2 separate regions of the Rattus norvegicus genome follow, and region 1 is linked to region 2. The links are chromatin contacts, called in public Hi-C maps. All regions are on one chromosome and are shown on one strand. Each heading gives the region's core, a stretch centred on a gene start, on an enhancer-like site or on the middle of the called end of the contact. The rest is flanking DNA. Distances are from core to core; before and after follow the strand shown. Region 1 holds the start of Bdnf (brain-derived neurotrophic factor). Region 2 holds the start of Mettl15 (methyltransferase 15, mitochondrial 12S rRNA N4-cytidine).

What was found. Hi-C and Micro-C count contacts between places; a contact is called where the count stands out from the background.
Region 1: a contact with region 2 is called in a Hi-C map of the A7r5 cell line, with 5 times the contacts expected there. The contact joins the promoter of Bdnf here to the promoter of Mettl15 in region 2. A contact is called at or near these places in 2 of 12 Hi-C or Micro-C datasets (the A7r5 cell line and Schwann cells) and 1 of 1 datasets of contacts at active chromatin or transcription factors (oligodendrocytes).

The regions. Positions count from the first base shown.
Region 1 is chr3:116,636,474-116,640,638 of GRCr8, reverse strand. It overlaps Bdnf (brain-derived neurotrophic factor), which reads right to left and starts at 1,687. Exons shown (of 2, transcript NM_001270630.1): 1 at 1,340-1,687. The coding sequence starts at 1,657.
Region 2 is chr3:116,214,208-116,218,883 of GRCr8, reverse strand. It overlaps Mettl15 (methyltransferase 15, mitochondrial 12S rRNA N4-cytidine), which reads left to right and starts at 1,789. Exons shown (of 5, transcript NM_001024981.1): 1 at 1,789-1,822.

The DNA.
Region 1 (4,165 bases), core at 438-2,937, 420 kb before region 2:
CCTCAAGTAAGTTCCAGAAAAGCCCAGCACCTCGTCAATGTTATTTCTCAAAGCACTCCGGCAACTCAAGGAAAGAAACGTAACAAGTTAAAATTCCGAACCCAACCGCACATCTCAGGAAGCTGGTTCGGAACACCATTCAACAAGTTTTTCCTCACAACCCCCTTAAAGACCAGCAAAACTGCCCCTAAAACATTTCCCCACCCCCATCCGACGAGCCCCAGTAGCTACTCTTGCCAGTGTGGCCAGAAGAGGGCACCCTCTACCTTCCTAGCTCAGCTCTCCTGGCCCTCTTCTCCCTCTTCTTTGGATCCTCCCTCTCTTCCTCCGGCTCCCCCAACCCCCAAGTCCCCATACTCCGTTTCCTAGTCCAGGCTCCACCCCCAACTCACGAATTGTTTTCACTAAAACACCAGTTCAAACCCACAGCCTGTGGCTCAACCCCCAGAAGCCCCGGGGGAACCCCCCGGGCAGCATTTTCCCCTTCTTCCTTGTCATCAAGCACAAAGCTGGCATCCTCAGCTATTTCTTTTTACGCTTAGGTCGCTCATCCATTCCCCATCCTGTTCCAGCATCTCCAGAAACCAAAACCAGACTCTTCATCCTCCACAGACACCCAATCTACTCCCGGATGAAAGTCAAAACTTTCACTTCCTCTGGAGGATGCCTAAAGAGGTGCGCTGGATGGACAGAGAGGGTCGGATACAAGCTGTGGGACCTGGAGTTCCGCAGACCCTTTCAGGTCCCAGTGACAAGAATGATCCCAAGTTCCTAGTTATGTTGACCTTGGACTTGTAAGAAGCTTTGGTAATACTCCCTAGAAAGCAGGTGACAGTGAACAGCCTGTTGTGATACCCAGGAAAAGAGATGAGGGCAGAGGGCGCCAAGACCCATTCTCGGACTACACTACACACCACCCCGGTCCAAATCTGCGTGGAGAGTGCCTAGCCTGTGGTAAGGGATCTCATCCCAGCCCAGACTCGGTGCCTTCCGTCTGAGCCCCCGACAGCTGTTGCCCTACATCTCTCTCACCACCCTTCCTCGTCTGCGGGAGGACTTCGGGGATCCCCGGGACGCAGGCTTTGCTCCCATGGCGCAAGTCGTCCTCTTCCCTTGGCTTTTTCTCTCGCACTGAAGGGATTCCCGGGGTCGCGCTGTCTCTCGGGGTCGTGGGCTCCCGGGAGAACGCTCCTCAGGAGCAACCCCGCCCTCCGCTGTCCCGGGACGAAGGTGAAGCCGAAGTTATGCGGTCCCACAACTTCTCAGTCCCCTAGCCAACTTTCCCGGGCGCACGCGCCTCCAGCTCTCGCGCTTAGCCCCACGCCCCGCAGTCGCCTACCTCAGGGTCCACACAAAGCTCTCGGATCCCCGGCAGTGGAGTCACATTGTTGTCACGCTCCTGGTCCCTGCGCCCTGCCCTGGGCCCCGTGCGCTTTCTCGTCTGCCCCAAAGCAGCGGTGGCGAGCTGAGGGAACCCGGTCTCATCAAAGCCTGCCAGGCGGAGGTGGCGCGCCGCCCCAGGCGGTTTCCTTCTCCAAGCCGGGGAGTCCCGGGCGCAATGGGGACCGTGCGACAGCCAGCCAGCGGGTGCGCCCCGGCGCGGCGGCAGCGGCGGGCACCCAGAGCTCAGCCAGCGCCAGGCACTGGGGTCAGACATTATTTAGCTCTTCGGTTGAGCTTCGATTGGTCAGACAGCGCCGCCCCTATCCCCTCCCTGCTCAGCCGCGCCACCGATACCCATTCGGGGCGGCTGCTTAAAGGGGACGACGCGCCTTTTCCTTGCCGGGATTCAGCCCTCGGAAGCCCTTGGGGTATCCCTAATTCCCCTGCACCGGCTTCTGTCCATTTCCCCGGAACCAGCTGCTTAACCCCAAAGCTCTATGCCTGCCCTCTGCTGTCTCCGCAGGGTGCCCTGGGCTAGGAGGGGTGGTCCAATTCCGGTTCCTAGGAACCCTACTCCCCTCAATGTGCCCCAGAGTAGGAGGGAACAAGTGTGACTACCACGCTCCCAAATCTTTCTCCCCTGGTTTGCAACTCTCCCCATCTTTCCCATCCCAACACCCAAGTTCTGTGGGAGAGGGCGTGCATCCCCCCGCCCCTGCCCCAGACACACCTTCCCGCACCTTCCCGCACCACAGAGCTAGAAAAAGCGAACACACAATGAAACTACACAGAGTGTGCGGGGTTATGGTTTACTCCGCTACCTTAAACACATCAGCTTAACCAGAGTTCGCGCCCTGACCTCTCCGGAGTTTGCCTAATAGAATTCAATCAAGATAATAACAGTATTTTTTATTAATGAATAACCCCGGATAGCATTACATCAAGTTACCGCTTCTAGCCGGGAAGCCTAGGCAGTAACAGACCTCACTAAAGCCATATGCTTCCCAGCAGACCAAGGGGGGCGGGGGGGTGAGGAAAGAGAAAGAAAAGAAACCCACCTTTTTCAGTCACTACTTGTCAAAGTAAACATCAAGGCAGCTGCTCTGGGGAAGACCGGTCCCCAAGGTTCTAGACTCTTACTATATATTTCCCCTTCTCTTCAGTTAAAAGGGGGAGGGGGGCGAGTCTTTGGTGGCCGATATGTACTCCTGTTCTTCAGCAAAGAAGTTAAATTATTGATAGTGGAAATTGCATGGCGGAGGTAATACTCGCACGCCTTCAGTGAGAAGCTCCATTTGATCTAGGCAGAGACTGGGAGATTTCATGCTAGCTCGCCGGGGGTGGGTGGGGGGAGCGGCAGCGCGAGCAGTCCTCTCCTCGGTGAATGGGAAAGTGGGTGGGAGTCCACGAGAGGGCTCCACGCTGCCTTGACGTGAGCTGTCATATGATACCTCCTCTGCCTCGAAATAGACACTCTAGTGCACGAATTACCAGAATCAGAATTCCGCGCATTTAAAATGATACATCTTTTATTAGAAGAATTCCGTTCCAGGGCATTGCATGCTTTGTAGACGTTTCCACTTCCAGTCCTAGCGAACTCACGCACACAGAAGCCAAACCTTTCATCATCTAGGCAGCAACAACACATTTTTTTTTTAAATCTTTAACCAAAATTTAGGGTGAGGGGTGGGTGGGGTTGGGTGAGTAGCTCCCTGAGCCCCCTTCCTATGGGGCAGTGAGGGGTCTTTGGGCCGGTTTTCTTTTCTTTTTTCTTTCTTTCTTTCTTTCTTTTTTTTTTTTTTTTACTTGTGGCTAAGAGATCAGTTACATGACTGGTTTCTGGAGGACTATTTTCATTTAGCTGTATGGTAAACTCTGCCAAGCTGTCTACCTGGATTCTTGCTTTGGTAAACGTTGCCCCTCTAATCCAGCCAGTAAGTAAAGGCTAGGGCAGGCCTTCACTTATTTATTTTAGGGAAAAGAAAAAAAAAAGAACAAGAGGGCAGTATTGAGCATAGTGTCACAGCCTCTTGTTAACATAATCACCTGTCTGAAGAGTGAAAGGGAGGTTCCTTCTTCTAAGGCTAGCCTTTAGTATGGCTGAGGCAGTGCCCAGGGATTAGCATTTTAATAAGCAATCCCTTTACAGACAATTTCAAGTCACCATGGAAGACTGACATGTGTGATTCATAGAGGAGGCAAAAATGAGTCTTGGGGACGCACCTCAACTTCTGTGGGTCTGTGTATGTGAATGTGCATGTTTGCAGAATCTAAACGACTTAATCATTATTAAGGCATTGCTGTCTGACTATCTCTAAATGCTTAAACATTAAATTTGCCGGAGGAAAGGAAGTGTGAACATTCCCTTTCCCAGACAGTTGGTGGTTACCAAGAATGGTAGTGTTGTATACTGAGATTCATTTATCTAAGGGCTGATCTTAATAAAGTGGACTTACTAACATTTGCTATTTGACAGCTTCTAAAAACTGACAGAAATCATTTCTGTTTTATAAGTGAAGAACTGGAGATTCAATACCTCATAATAATTCAACCAAGTGCACATACATACCAGAGATTCACCTCCAAAGACCTCAAAAACTCAAGCTAGAAATACCCCCTCCTTCTACTCTTTGCCCTTCAGTAAAGGGAAATCATCAGAATTCAAGATCCCCCAGAGTCCCTTTATAAACTGTTGGTTTGGATAGTCTAGTTATTCAAATATATGCACACTCTCGGAATGTCACTCACAGTTAGCTTTGCCCCTCTGACAAGTTGGTGGAGC
Region 2 (4,676 bases), core at 540-3,039:
GTGCAGGTGGGAAGCCACTACCTGGGATCTTTAGTTGTCCGCAGACCGTGGATCTGGGGCGTTATGGTCTTTGGGTGATGTGTTTCTCACAGGGCGAGAGGCGGAGTCTGCGGGCCTGTAAAAGGGCCTGGGCTATTTTGTTCTTTTTCCCTTTCTGATTAGTCAGGTTTCCAAGGATTAGGTCTCATGCTATGGAAGGTGTGGTGCCTTCATGTGGATTAATTGCAAGTGCAAGAATTCTGGTTCCAAGTCCCAAGTCTTCTTTTGTCAGGTCTTCCTGGCCTGCTCCCATTATTGTTGATTGAAAATATTTGCTATTTGACGGTATTTAACATGCACCAAGTATGACATTACAAAATAAAATCACTTAATGATATTGGCCTACGACATTATTGGATTATGTGATTCCTGTTCCAGATTGTATTATTTCTGAACGTATGCTTTAGAAAGAAAAATGCATGGAAACATGGGAAATATCTTTCCTAAGATAACTCATTTAAAATTTGGCAGGGTATTTTTTTTTTTTATATTTGTATTGTTGGCTAGGCAGGCCTTTTTTAAGTGAGTTGACATTCTCAGCCCTGTGGAAAAATTTAGTACAATCTGATTGTTGTTGTTTATATGACTCTCCATTTAGTAAGCAACTTGCAGATTTTAGGAGCATATTAGTACACACTGAGGTCAACATCCTTTCTTTCCTGGAGTTTAGATCCCTGTTAATTGAATATCACTGTAAAAATAGGATGCTATAGGGCAGAGGATCTATGTCTCTTTATGTATCTATACAATATATATACATATATATATTACTTTATTCACAAAACATATTATAAGATATAAACATATTGTTTTGATTTCATTGGGAGGAAACTGAAGCGTTAGACAAACCTCTATAGGAAATATTTGTCTTTTAAAACAAACCAATTCAAAATTCAGCTATTTGTTTTTAAAGTATTTTCTAGGTCAAGTGACTATAATATGATATTTTAATCTAATTTGAAAATATGTTCATCTTGACATCTTGAAAAATCATATTGGTAAATTATTAAATAGATATGTACATTTCATCTTTTTGTTTTGTTTGGACATCCACACCGTATAGGCTTCTTAGTGTCACAAGTGTAGCCACACCTAATCCAAATACTATCCATGTAATTTCAGTTCTGCATTGTACTTACTTTATAGCAGGGTTCCAATTATAACATCCATACTCTTGAGGAATCCCACATTTGATTAAAACGGAGAGGTTTTAACAATACAACCAATACAATTCTTGTGCAGTTGTCAACTCATGAGTTTGGCAGAAATAATAACAGGACGAGAGAACCTCATGCTTTTTAACAAAAATTAAAGAGTGGGGGCAGGCGACCGAAACTTCCAAAATGTACAGGGCTAAGAAAGTTGAAATTTCCACCTTTGGTTAGAAATTGGATGGTGTATGGAACCATTACTAAATTAATGTATTTTTGTAGTAGACAGAAAACTGAAAGTTAAAATCGCCGGACATCAAAACAATTCTTCTTTAAAAAAACAAAACAAAACAACAACAACAACAACAAAAAAAACCTAAAAAAGTTAGTTCTTAGTTTTCCAGGAAGATCTTTTGGAAACCCTTGACCCACAACACCTTTTTACAGTAGGTGCTGGGAGCTGCGGAACGAAAGGCAGACAGAACTCAGTCGCTCCGGAGGAGGGCCCGTCTGTCCGTTCTTACAAGTTTCCCCCACTCCGGACCTAGGTATATGCAAATCAGGTTCTTCCGCGTTTTAGCGTCGGGTCTGGCCCCAACTTAAAGGCTGACTGAGGACTCTTTTTGCCTCAGGTGAGGAGAAGTCCCTAGTTCGGTGCTGGAGACAGGGCTCTTTAGGTGAAAAGGTTGTGGGGAGTGAGTCCCCTCCCTGTAAGGAAACAGAAGCCCCTCCCCCAACTCCCTCGGGTGTGCTTGACAGCCTGGCTTTGGAGATCCCCAACTTACCCAGTCTTCCCTTTGAACACTGGCCAGGAAAGGCTGGGACCCTTTGTCTAATGGGTGCATTCCTCTCTTTTCCCTGTTTCCTCTCATTACCTCTCCCTCCAGCCCCCATGTCGCGTTTCTAGCCTTGAAATTAGAACAGTAGTTGTTAGCACCCTGAAGGAACTACTGTTTATCAGGCTCCAGTTTGTATTCCCACAGTTGAGAGAGTAACATGGCCGTTTTTGTGGTTTCCACTACTTCAAGGACCTTTGCCCATGTACAAAAGTTAAATGACTCACTAACAGTGCAATCTGCTGTAGAGGTCAGGTTTACTGACTGGCCGTAAATTAAACAATCTCACAACTTTGCAGAGAGATCTGTTTTCTTTGGGAGGAGACTGGGCTACAGAGAAGGAATTTCCTTTACAGTTTGCACCCAGATATTTTGAAGGCACTATCCTGACAAAGGGGGTTACTACAAATAATCAAAGGACTACAAATGAGCATTTATTCGTAACCCCTTCTTTTTGTTTACCTTGGTTATGAGCTAGTTAGTTATTTTTTTTTAAATTTGTCTTTACCTTGAACATAGTTCAATGAATGCATAAAATTTGAGTACAATAAAGAATGAAATGTTGGTGCAAACAATTTGGTGTCCATTTTTATTTGCTTTACCCCCACATTGTTTTGAGTTTTTTATTGACAGCAGTGCTTCCTTTAAAAAAAAAGAAAAGTCAAAATCTGCACGCGGGGCCCAAGAATAGCTTAAGTGTGTGTTCTTGTGAGAACCTGAGTTCAGTTCTCAGCACGCACATCCTCCTCCTTACCACGGCCTGTAACTGGAGCTCTGGGGGATACAATGCCTCGGGTCTCTGTGGGTTCCTGTATCCATGTGTAACCACAAATATGAAAATCAGTTATTAAAATGGTTGGGACATAGAGTATAGGTTGTTTAAATAGTCCAGATGCTCTTCTTTTGCCTAAACATTGTGTGTCTTTTATTGGCAATCTCACAACACTGTTACTTCTAAGTACAGGCAAAGCTCTACTTAGATGTAGTTCTAAGGTGTAGGAGTCTGTTTCCATTACAATACACTTCAAAAGATTTTATATATATATATACATATATATGCATATATACATGTATATACACACACACAGAGACATAGTTTATGTAGTGTACCTTTAAATTGCATGGTTACGTTAAATACTTCCATTGGATTATGTTATGTTATGAAGATAAAGATTTCAGGCTCGAAGATGCACTCTTGCATTATAGTTACAGTTATGGCTCAGACGATGTGGTAAGCTAATTAATTTCTTCAATTTGTAATAAAGGAATAATTACATTTAACTCCAAATTTAACTCCAAGAATTACGATAATTATCAAATGAGACACAAAGAATTTTGCTCTTAGAGCTGAATAACAGTGTTCTGATGTGCCCAGAAGAGGGCATCAGATCTCATTACAGATGGTTGTGAGCCATGTGGATGCTGGGATTTGAACTCAGGACCTCTGAAACAACAGTCAGTGCTCTTAACTATCTCTCCAACCTCCACAGAACTTATTCTTAAATAATTCTTAATCCACAAGGAAGGCAGCGTAGTGCCAACTGGGTATTTCCAGTGGAAGTATTACAAACATTGTTTGAAGCTACTTGGGTGAAACATAGATGGGTTCATTTTTTTTTCTGTTAATATGTTTGTATAAGTATCCCCTTCTCCATGTACATTTAGAAGAATTTCAAAATTTCTACAATTTCATTGTAGAAGAGAATGAGAAAGTTTGAGAAATTCAAAGGCTGTCTTCCCTGCTTGCTTGGGTTTAGGCCACAGAGAGCATACATTCACAAGTGAGGATCTGGGTTGTAGCTTAGAGGTAGAGAGTGAACTTAGTGGACTTAAAACCAATTAATTAATTGTAGTGTTTGGGAGGTTGAAGCAGATATCAAATTTGAGATTATCCTGGGTTCCACAGCAAGACTTGTCTCAGTTAAACAAGGGGTGAAACTGTATCTTAGTGTTTGATTGGGTATGTTGTATGGATAAACTGGATCGGATCTTTAGGACTCCCAAGTGGGGAAGAAAAGAAATAAATATCCAAACTTGCCTGGCTTAGCGTTTGCTAAGTTGTAATTTAATTTGGTGTGTACTTCAGGGATCGGGGGTGTGCTGTGGTAGTCTTTTCAGCGACTGCTTTGGAAATCTGCAAGATTTTCACAAAGTGATCATAGTTTCTTGTCTGAGTGCCCATGCTGACTCTTTTTCAGGGTCAGTCTTCTCAGATCTAAGTTAAACATATTAATCTAGCACTGGGAGAACACTAACTAAAACACATGGGATAAGGAATGAGCCGAAGCTCACGGAACGTGTTTGTATTCCCTGGAGAGCTCTAGCTGACCTTTTAGACAAGACTGCATGAACTTGGGTACGAGGCCCATAGACTCAGGTTAATCTTAAATTAATATTTTAAAGTTTCTCACCTACTCTTTAGAACTAATTAAGTTTAAAACAATTGCAGAAAATGAGTTCCTAATTTTCATATTGATGAGGGCTGAAAATTGATGGTTTTAGAATTCATAAAGGGACCACAAAATTGTATTTATTTAATTAATTAGTTAATTAATTTTTGAAGTTCAGGTTGGCCTCCTCAGACATTCCTCCTGCTTTAGCTTCCTCTGTTCTGAAATTGTAGTTGTAGTCATCATGCACATTGATAAAT